Linked DNA regions of Gossypium hirsutum: region 1 is linked to region 2. A link is a contact called in public Hi-C data. All regions are on one chromosome and are shown on one strand. Each heading gives the region's core, a stretch centred on a gene start, on an enhancer-like site or on the middle of the called end of the contact. The rest is flanking DNA. Distances are from core to core; before and after follow the strand shown. Region 1 has its middle 9.0 kb from the start of LOC107932613. Region 2 holds the start of LOC107932616 (4-hydroxybenzoate polyprenyltransferase, mitochondrial).

Region 1 (5,609 bases), core at 877-3,376, 49 kb after region 2:
CATTTATGAGGTTCTAATAGGTAGGATATACTGATTATAGGTCTTAAAGTGCTCGGGATTGTGTTAGGCTTCAATCGAAACCAGGTGTGTACTCTAATCGATTTGAAATCATGTTTCAGTGAAAGCCAGAAACGCTACTGTCGACACCACACGGGTGTTTTGACAGGCCGTGTGGCGAGACACAACCATGTGATCGACGAGCTAGGTCGTGCACATGCCACATGGGCACGACGGTTACGGGCGTGTGATGGCTTGTAGGTGAGAGGCACAGGCTCAGGCAAATGGCCCGTGTAGGCCACACGTGTGTGTGAGCCCACACGGGCGTGTGGGAATCTAGGCCAGGCCGTGTGATCCATACGAGCAAGGCTAATTTGGGCCGTGTGACCCACACGGGCGTGTGGACCCACACGAGAAGAGAATATAGGCGTGTGAACCCAATTTGTTGGAAATGTTCTGTAAGGTTGCACTGGTAACCCGAGTCAACTGTGACCTGTCGTAGGGTCGGTAACCCTTATCTAGACTCTTAATGCTGTGATGTATGTGTTAGCATGTTATACCTGGCATGATTATCTAATCTGTTCTGAAAAATAAATGTATAACCCATTTATCTGCATTATAACATGCCATATTTGTATGATGCATTGCATCAAGGTGGGTTTGATGAAGAGAAGGGAGTATCTATAGGGCTTTATGAGCCTGATATCTGGCAGCTAAGCTGGATACTTATTATATGTACTGCATTGCGGTACCTTATGGTGTGTAGGGATGGATGGGATGATTGTATCCCCATATATGGTATGTAGGGATAGGTGGGACGATTTTATCCCCACATGGTGTGTTAGGTTAGACAGAGTTGGTGTGCAGGAATGGTGGGCATATTCTGTTGATCTGATCTGTTCTGCATGCTATATCTGAGATAGGCCGAAGCCCTAAGACTATATCTGATAATGATCCTGTTAGGGCCCAGACCTGAAGTATGATTGTATTCTGTTATCTGTTTGCTTGCATGCTATACTCTGAGGATGTACACACTGAGTTGCGAAAACTCACCCCTTTATTTATTTATCTATTCAGGTAATCCCTAGTAGTAGGTGGATCGGTGCAGAGGAGGACTCGACGGTGACCACGTCCGCATACATTTTGGTTATGACTTTTACTTTGGTTTATTTATTATTTGTTGAGGGTTGATGTGATTTTGGATTTTAATTGAGTTTTGAACTGTGGATGTGGATTATAAAAAACATCAATATTATGGTTTTCCTAAAATAAACTAAGAATTTTCATAAATAAAAAAATGAGTTCTCAAGATAATAAATCATCAATTGAGTTTCAAACACTTCCGCAATAAAGAAACGTTTTCAAAACAATACAACTTTTTCGTTATAATTTACGATAAGTAAAATACAATGAATGACATGTTTTATGAATCAAAATGGTTTAGTTAAAACACTCTTATGTGACATCGCCAGATTCGCCCATAACGTTTAGGCCGGGTTTGGGGTGTTACAATTGCTTCATACAAATCCACAGAGGCAAATTGTAAGGAATAAGCGCTACAGGCCAAGTACTGTACGAAGTACTCATGATTTTATAAGAATTAAATCCATTATATGCTAGCCCAAGCCTCACATGTCGAGGATCACTTGCAAAGCTTGAAAATTTATTGTCAAATGATTTCTAAGCTAAAGAATCAACAGAATCCCTTAATAATCCATCATCGGTTCATTGATCATGATGCCACCTCATAGACTCTACTGTCTGTGACAACATGAAAAGCCTTTGAAGCCTTGGTATTAGTGGAAAATATCACAAAATCTTTATTGGCTTCTTTCTTTGTAGTTAACCCATTTTGCTCGGGCCTATTTAAAGCATTAAAATAAGCCAAACAAATAAGTCCAAGTAAATTAAAATAAAAAAAAAAGCAAATAAAGAATCCAAATTTAGGAGTCCAATGTCCGGTTACAAATATTTGGGATTAAATTAAATTGAACCCAAACTCCTTAAATCTAGACTTAACCCAATTACATGAATCTGACCCAACCATTAAAACCCTAGACCCAGTTTCAATGGCCCAAACCTGAGGCCCAACAAGACCCAAAGAGAAGCTCAGCAGCTGTGAACACCAGAAGCTTCTGGAATATGCCAGAACAGTGCCAGAAGGTCGGCTCCCACGAGCAGTTTCCCCGAACGGCCTCCTCCACGTCACCAGGGCCATCTTTTCTGTACAACTGCCCCTGCAAAAGAACACACGAGAAGCAGTAAAATAGAAAAATAGCAAAAGAAAAAGAAAAAGATTTTTATTTTTAAATCTGTATTTTGCCAGGCTATAAAAAGTCATCACTTGTACTGCAAATACTTACGCACACAGAGAGAATAAAGAAAAAGCAATCAAAATAGCAAAGGTGATTTCAAAGTTTTTTTTCTTTTCGGTCGATTTATTTTCTTTTTGTTTGGTTCGATTTTTTAGTATGTGAATCGACACCGATGAATACCCAAATATCTCGAAAATATAGAGATTCGGGCGAGGGTCGAATGTTTGTTTCTTTTGAATTTCTATTTTGTTTTTTAAAGAGATTAACGTATGATTTGAGTTTTTTTTAAAAAGAAGAAAAAGAGAAGGATTAATTTACCTAATTTCCATGGGTGATCTTTGTGGGCAAGATCGGATCTCTGCTCGTGCACCGTCGACCGTCAAATTGAATGATGGGTCCGGCGACTGTAAAATGAGGCTCTAACAGGTTGATTTTAGGCTGTAGATATTTGTTAAAAGGTTGGCTGCAAAGAAAATGAGATAAGAGAGAGTTGCTATGCCGAAACCCTAATAATTGGGCATTCGGTTTGTAGCTTGAAAAAAGGGAATTGCCATTAAATGGCTTTTAATTTTGAGATAAATTGAAACGGTGGTGTTTAAGGGTGGGGACCGCGTATTGATCCATGCTCAGACCCGATATGTGCATTTGCATGTCAAATGGGAAATTTCCACGATTAATCCCTCACTTTTTGCGCCGCATCTCAGCAGACCCCCATTAGCATCCAAGTGTTTTATTTTAATTTTTCCCTAAAAATTTGTATGCTATTTCATTTTAGTTCGCTCCAAGGTGCAGCGTTTTGGGACTTGGATTATTTCCAGTTCTAGTCCCTGTACATTTATATGCTTTGCACGTATTTTTTAAACTATTTTATTTGTAAATTATCCCTTTTATTTTAGGTTTAATCTTAATTTGGTCCTTCATTTGTATAATCTGCTAATTTAAAATACATTTAATATTTTTGTATATGTTAATTTATTTTAATGATTTTATTTGTTTTTATTTGTACAATTATTTTGAGGTTTCTTTTATCTTATTATTTTTATATTTTGCACAATATTTTTTTATATATTTTATACATATTAGTATACATATTATTCTCATTGAGTTTTTAATTTATAATACCTATTATTTTGAGGATTCACAATATTTTTGTACATGAACTGAGCCATCTTAATAACTTTATTTTGTTTTATAAAATCATCATTTTAAAATTCTTTTCGCATTAAGCTATTTTAATATTTTTATATATCCTCTTGTTTAAATATTTATATATATTAATACATCTATTACTTTAATAAATTTTTTCTATTACTTTTTGCTTTATGATTCACCAAGTAATTTTTCTTTATGTATATATGAAACTATTTTAGAAACTTCATCTTTGTATTATAAAATTATTATTTTGGAATGTTTCCTTATATTATATTATTCTTATGTTTTATATAGTATCTCATTTAAATGTTTTTATGTACAATGGTACGTCTATAATTTATAGAGATTAAGTTAATTTTATATATATTATTAATCTTATGCTATTTTTACAAATAATTATTTCTAAATCTACTTATATATGCATGTTTTGGGAATCAACTATGTATATTATACCTTATCATAAATTTTTATTATTCTTTCATATTTTATATATTATTTAAGTTATCATGTACCTTGTCAATTTTTAAATGAATTTGTTTTTAAAATATTTTGCATATAATTTAATTCAAACTTTTATTCTGTAATATCTATTTCAATAATTACATATCCCTAGTTTTTATGCAAATTTGTCAACTTTTATATTATTATGTGTTCATTAATTCATCATTATTTTGAAAATGTCTTATACCACATTGACTTTTAATTTCCCTTTTAGTTTGTACATGTTTTGTGGATCGTTTTATATTGTGCCATATTTATTGTTGATGTATATCATTTAGTCATTATTTTATTCTTTATATTAGCTATTCTCCATCTATTATTAAGAATTTGGTTACATTTTATTTAGAATAGTTGTACATAACTGTTGGATTTATTAGTTGTGGTTTATTGTACTATATTATTTCATGTTCAATAATCCTTTTCTATACAAATGTTTTGTTGTAATACATTAAATATTTCACCATATTTTAAAGCGAATAAATGTGTTTTGAGCTAATTTTTCTTATTAAGCAAGAATTTTGAAATAAGACAATATCTAATATTTGAAAATTCGGGAAATCGTGCCCTACTGTGCTGGGTATGATTTTTTCGTTTGACTAAATATTTGGATATCCTTTTATAATTTTAACACATGAGTTTTTTCAAAAATCAATCATATCTTCGAAGGTATAAAGGATCGTATCCAATCGTGCTGGGTATGATGCTGCATATCTTTGAAACGAGAGAATTTTGACAGTTAACTTGAGCTATTAACACATTTTAAAGAGCCATGCTTTGAAAGATCTTTTTTAAAATCTTTGATATACGCAGCATCGAATCAATTTGATACCAATTTTTTTGGGCGTAATGAGGGTGCTAACCCTTCCTCATGCGTAACCGACTCCCGAACCATTTTTTTTAAAAGATTTTACGTGAACTAAAATTATTTTAAGTGAAACAAAACACTTTAGTAGGTGACCCAATCACATCTAAGCAAAGAGATTAGTGGCAACTCCACATTTAGTTTTAAAAAGTCTATAATAGCCCGAATTCGCCCGGGCCCAATAAAAACAATAAACCAAAATACACAAAAAACCAAAATAATTAAATGTTCAATCCATTTACAAAGCCCACTATTAATCCGACAGCCTAAACTACCCAGCAGCCCATTACACCCTCAACCCAAAGATACACGGGGCGCAAAAGGCCCAAATCAGTTAACATGTTAGAAAACCCTAGGGTTTACAGAAGCTTCGCGCCGCAAGCACTCCAATCATCACGCCCCTTCGTCTTGCGCCGTTTCAGTGACCCTTCATCGACGCCTCCATCGGCGCCGTGACTCCAGCTCCTTATCGCGCCGCAATCGGCGCACGAATCAACGCCAGCGCACTCACCGCCATGATATCCTCACTGGTACCTGCAAAAAGGAAAGAACCACAGCAGAAAAGAAAAGCAAACATGGAAAGAAATCAAAGATTTCTTTCCCAACATGTAACAATTTACAGAAGGCTATAAAAGCCTATTTTCTAATCTGTAAGAAAAAACACGATTTATCAGATATAAAAACACAGAGAAACAGATTACAGATTTCTTAGCTTTTCCAGAAAACAGAGGTGATTCTTCTTGCTTTATTTTCTTTATTTTCCTCTTGGATACTTGCATTTC
Region 2 (5,356 bases), core at 2,209-4,708:
ACTGAAGTTTTAGTTGAGTGTTAAATTTAAAGTTTTATAAATCCAATTGGCGTGAATTCAATTCCTACTATAAGTTTTTTTCTTGATTTTTTATTTTCGTAATTTTTCTAACCGAATTTGTGCCACTCGTGACACCAACTTAGTTAGGGACTTAAATCATGGTAAGCATAGATGTATGATTCCCATGTTTATTAAAAATGGTCATATATTCATGTTTTGTCAGCACCAATTTTTGAATACGCCTTTAAATTTCTTCATTTAGAGTGAGCCTTCTCTATAACAACCACATACTATAACAACATTTTGCTATAAAAATTGAATTTTTAAAAAATAATTTTTTATATTTTATTTTTATTTTCTGATGGTCACAAAACTAACTAAAAATACGACAAAGACAAGTGCACCTATTAAATAATAGTATAGATATGGTGAGTAGAGAATATCGTATCCACGAGACTAGAAGTACTAGTAATTATTGTCTTCTTATTATTTAGCTGACAAATTGGAGTGATTGCGTTTTAATCTAAAATTACTAAACTAATTTGTCTAAGAATGCAACAGAGAATGAATCGAGGAAATAATCGAATATTAACCAATGAGATAAGCAATACACAGGAAAGAATTCACCTAGACTTCACCTATCATTATGAATCTAAATTAAACGATTTATTCACTTGTCTTGATCCGTAGAAATCCCTAAATTATTTTAATATCTCTTTCGAGAGTAAGAACAACTGACTCTAAGTTGATTAATTGAAATTTCTTTCTAATTAAAACCCCTATCGTCGCATTAACTAGATCTCTGGATTCCCTTATTAGATTTGACTCTAATCTGGTAGATTTATGTCGTCCTATTTCAAGTATTGCATGCAACTCCACTTAATTATGCTAGATCTACTCTTAAACATGGCCTTTGCTCCACTAAATTAAGCACATTAAACATGAATTAATATCCCAGAAATATTAAAACAAGAAATAAGCATACATAATTGAGAACAAAAACCAAATATTTGTCGCGTAAAAACCTGAATTAAATAAAAGGATTCATCATAGGTTTCATCCTTCCTAGGTATCTAGGAGATTAGTTCATAATCCTGAATGTAAACATCTCAAAGTCAGAAAAACCATAAGACATAAAGAAACTCAATAAAACTTTGAAAGAAATTAAAAAGAGATCTTCAATCTTAATGGAGATCTGCTTCTGAGTTGGCTCCGGTGGTGTTCTTCGAGCGTTTTCTTCGATCTTCTCTGATTGCCCCCTTACGTCTTCTTCTAATGGGTATTTATAGACTTTAGAATGGTTAGAAAGCCTAAAAATTGAGTTTTTTTTTACGTATTTGGGAAACAGGGTGTGAAATCGACACGGGCTGGCACATGGGAGTATGTCCAACCCATGTGGATACAGCTCTATTTGTTCAATTTTGGCTCTTTTTTGCTCCTTTCACTCCCATATGCTCTCCTAAGTATAGAAACATGAATTTAAAGGATTAGGAGTATCAAATTCACTAATTTGCATAATTAATCATCCAAAAACGCATTAAGAATGAGATTAAAATATGTTATTTTTATAGCTTATCATTCTCTATAATAATTTTTTACTTATAACAACAACATTCTTAGTTATGAAATACGTTTTTTATTAAATTAGCTCTCTAACATATTATCTAAAATTTTAAGTAAAATCATAGTTATTTCATATAGACAATCTTATTAATTATCATTTATTGAAAATTATCTCAATTAAAATATCATTTTAATAAAATGATTAAATTTCACGTGAAAAAATTTATTAACCATATTTTATTAAATGGAAATAATCCTCAATGAGTGGATTTAAAGACATCAATTCAAGAAACTATTAAATTCCATAATTAAATATTCTACTAAGAATTTGAAACATCGTAAACTTATAAATTGATTACTTAAATTTAGTAACTCTTATAAATTAATTAATTTAATTTGATAATTCATATTGATTAATTGAACTTGTTAAATTTATAAACCTTATAATTAATCATGTGAAAGAATGTAAAATAAAAAATACATAAATAATAATACATGCATCTGTTTTATATATATATATATTAATTTTGTTGATTTGACTCTCACTTTCTTTCTTTTTTTTGAACATAGTTCTTATTTTCTTTATTTGATGAAAAATCACAATATAAATTCTATTTTAAGCCTAAAATTATTTTATATATAAAACCACTTATTTATAACGAATAAAATCTGAAGAGACAAATAAAATTATTATGGACCTCTAATTAAGTCATTTGAAGGATATCTCACCCCACAACACACATTCATTAATGCTAAAGATATAATTTTCATGAATTCAATTAAAGTAACGTGTTAAAATATTAAATAAAATTAAATTTAATATCTTTAATTATTCCTAATAACATCAATTAAACAAGCTCATAAAAATGAAAAAAAAAACTCGTTTTAATTTAATAAAAGTGATATAATAAACGTAAAGATTTTTCTTTTATTTTTACGTGTCATTTGTTTTGTACAGGTGGAGTTGTTACTTTGTTTTGCTCTAATTGAATCGCAATGAAAGAAATGATATTTGTTTGGGCAAAAAATTGTAAAGAATTTCTTAAAATAATAAATAAATATTTTTATGGGCACTGTTTTCATGCACCCAACACCGAAGATATATTTTTTTTTGTAAGGTCAGTAAAATACAAAACAATCCATACAACATCAAACAAAGTTTAAAAAAAAATAAAAAATAAAACAAAACAACCTAGCAATTACCACTATGCAGACAAAAAACATTAAACCACAGACTTCCCCGCTCTATTCTGCTGCAGAAACAGCAGAGCATCCCAGCATCATCCACTCTACTTCAGCAGCAAATCACCAAGCAGCTTTAAACAAGTTTTTTCTTTACACATGCCTCTCTTTATATAATTACACATTAAATCAAAATTTATGTATAATTTTTATTAAAATTCATATATTTTATCTTAGTATATAAATTAACAATAAATTAATTTTTAATTGTTATTTTACTAAAATTTTAATTATCCTTCTATTTTGTATTAATCATACACTACATGACTAAACGAAATAAAAAATCATATAATAATTTAGTTGGTTAGCAAATAAAATAAACCTTTATCGATCATTATTATATATAATTTATATATGCAATTATTAAAGTTTAATTTAGATTAATATTCTTTTAATTATCAAGTAAGAAACAAACATTAATTATAATATATAATAGTACATCATTTCTTTGTGCGTACCACTTTGACTGTGATAGGCTAACATGTGCTCTTATTCAAATCCATATTCGGCAGCAACCACTGCCAAGTTGGGAAATTTTAGAAAGTTTGATCCATTTTTGGATTTTATTTTCCACGAAAATTGTTGCCATTCGCGGTCTGCTATTAAAGTGCATAATTTTATTTCTTAACCAAGAACCTTTCTTTTGAGTTGGGGCTTCCCTCAAACTCATCAAACATTTATAGTACCACTAACTTCACCCTTCACCAAAGTTTAATAATCCATCTTTGTGATCAAGGTGAACAACTACCTATACCTCATTCAAACACCCAAACATTCATTATTGTAAACACAAAAATGGCTCCCCTTTCAGGTGGTGCTACTTCTGGCCTCCGAACCCCCTTGACAACAAGGATGTTGAAGCTTCATCCTGTTTTAAATTACACCCCATTCTTCACCACTCCATCATTGTTTTCTCCAAAAAACTTGTCATTGCGTTCCTCAAATCACAAAGCCGGAATGGTTTGCATGTCCACAACCACATCTCCAGTAAGCAAAGATGATGAAAAGCTAATTAATGGGCAACCGAATGAGAAAGTGGTCCAAGTTTCATCGTGGATTGATTACTTACCCAAAGAAATTCAGCCTTTCGCTAAGCTGGCTCGCGTAGATAAGCCCATCGGTACTTGGTTATTTCTTTTTCCCTTTGCCTGGTAACAAACTCTTCCTTCCCTTCCTTCCATTTTATTTGATAATATGGAATCATATATACTTCAATTCCTTAATTAAAAACTTTGTGTACGTATAGGTCAGCTACGTTAGCAGCATCGACTGGAAATATTCCTGATTTCAAGAATTTAGCTGTATTTGCTTGTGCAGCTCCATTTTTTAGGGGTGCTGCTTGTACCATAAATGATTTCTTTGATCGTGATTTTGATAAAATGGTAAATTACTTCTTCATGCAAGACGGTGTAAATATTATTTTCGACCAAAGCTAACAAAGTTGGATAGAGTTCTGAGCAAATATTTTTTGGGTTTTTTCTATTAAATAATCGCCTTATTTTGCCGGAAATATTTATTGTACCAGCAAGTACTTATGACACATTTTATTAAGTGAAGTTGATATGTAAAAGAAATTGGGTAAAATGCAGGTGGAGCGTACAAAAGAGAGACCAATGGTAAGTGGGGCTGTCACACCATTTCAAGGACTTTGTTTCTTTGCGTTTCAATTGCTACTGAGTCATGGAATTTTCCTCCAACTCACCAACTACAGGTCTCACTGCATTCCTTTCGTTTGTTTCCACACATCATAACCATCATTTATGTAAAATTTCATATCAATTTAATGCTTTATTATAGGTTACTGTCTTGATATATATTGCAAATTAAGGTTTTTTTTTTTGCATAAACTAATTTTATATATTTCATAATTAGTTATTTTGATTTCCATCTGATATTGGCTTTCGTGTTTCTTGTTTACAGCGCGATCTATGAGGCTGCATACATATTCCTAATTTGTACCTATCCTCTCATGAAGAGACTAACATACTGGGTACTGATGATTGTATATAAATTAATGTAAAAAGGGGGGGAAAAACAAAAAAGGGCTTAAAGGATAATATTTATTATATATTTTAGTTTAATTGAATTTTCTTACTATACTATGGGATCGTAGGCAAATTGACCTCTAAATAACCCTTATACTCTAAACGTGGATAAATCTTCTATGATCGTTGGGTATTTATTTATAGGTTTACTTAATTGGTGCCAATAAATGATTTATTTAGTTGCTTTCTTTTAAAGTATTCTTAGTATTGAAGTCGACAAAATTCAATAAATGCATGCTTTTCCAAAAATATTACCTTACGGATCCGAAAATATAGTTTCTGCCCTATCCCATTAACTTGTATATATGTTTTACACACACCTCTATATGGTGCAGGTCTACATTCTCTATTTAACAAAAGTGCTGGCGTCACTGATGAACAGATAAAGAAGATGACGTGAAAGTTGACGTTAAATCCACGGCCTTAAAATTTGGTGAGTCAACAAAGGAGTGGATCACTGGCTTTGCAATTGCAAGCATTTGCACCCTTACTCTCGCTGCATACAA

The links. A called contact is a pair of places that touch in the nucleus more often than the background predicts.
Region 1: a contact with region 2 is called in a Hi-C map of leaf, with 2.1 times the contacts expected there. The contact joins the enhancer-like site here to the promoter of LOC107932616 in region 2. A contact is called at or near these places in 14 of 34 Hi-C or Micro-C datasets (anther, callus, cotyledon and 5 more).

The regions. Positions count from the first base shown.
Region 1 is chrA12:87,478,980-87,484,588 of Gossypium_hirsutum_v2.1, forward strand. No RefSeq gene overlaps it. Among protein-coding and RNA genes, the nearest start is that of LOC107932613, 9.0 kb to the right of the region's middle. Within about 2 kb of position 2,127, at least 9 of the 9 cell types and tissues checked have an H3K27ac peak or open chromatin away from gene starts, as enhancers often do. A contact at or near this core is called in cotyledon, fibers, hypocotyl and 1 more, where this site is marked.
Region 2 is chrA12:87,429,139-87,434,494 of Gossypium_hirsutum_v2.1, forward strand. LOC107932616 (4-hydroxybenzoate polyprenyltransferase, mitochondrial) reads left to right here and starts at 3,459. Exons shown (of 5, transcript XM_016864677.1): 1 at 3,459-3,956; 2 at 4,052-4,187; 3 at 4,395-4,516; 4 at 5,186-5,356. The coding sequence starts at 3,601. The coding sequence ends at 5,204.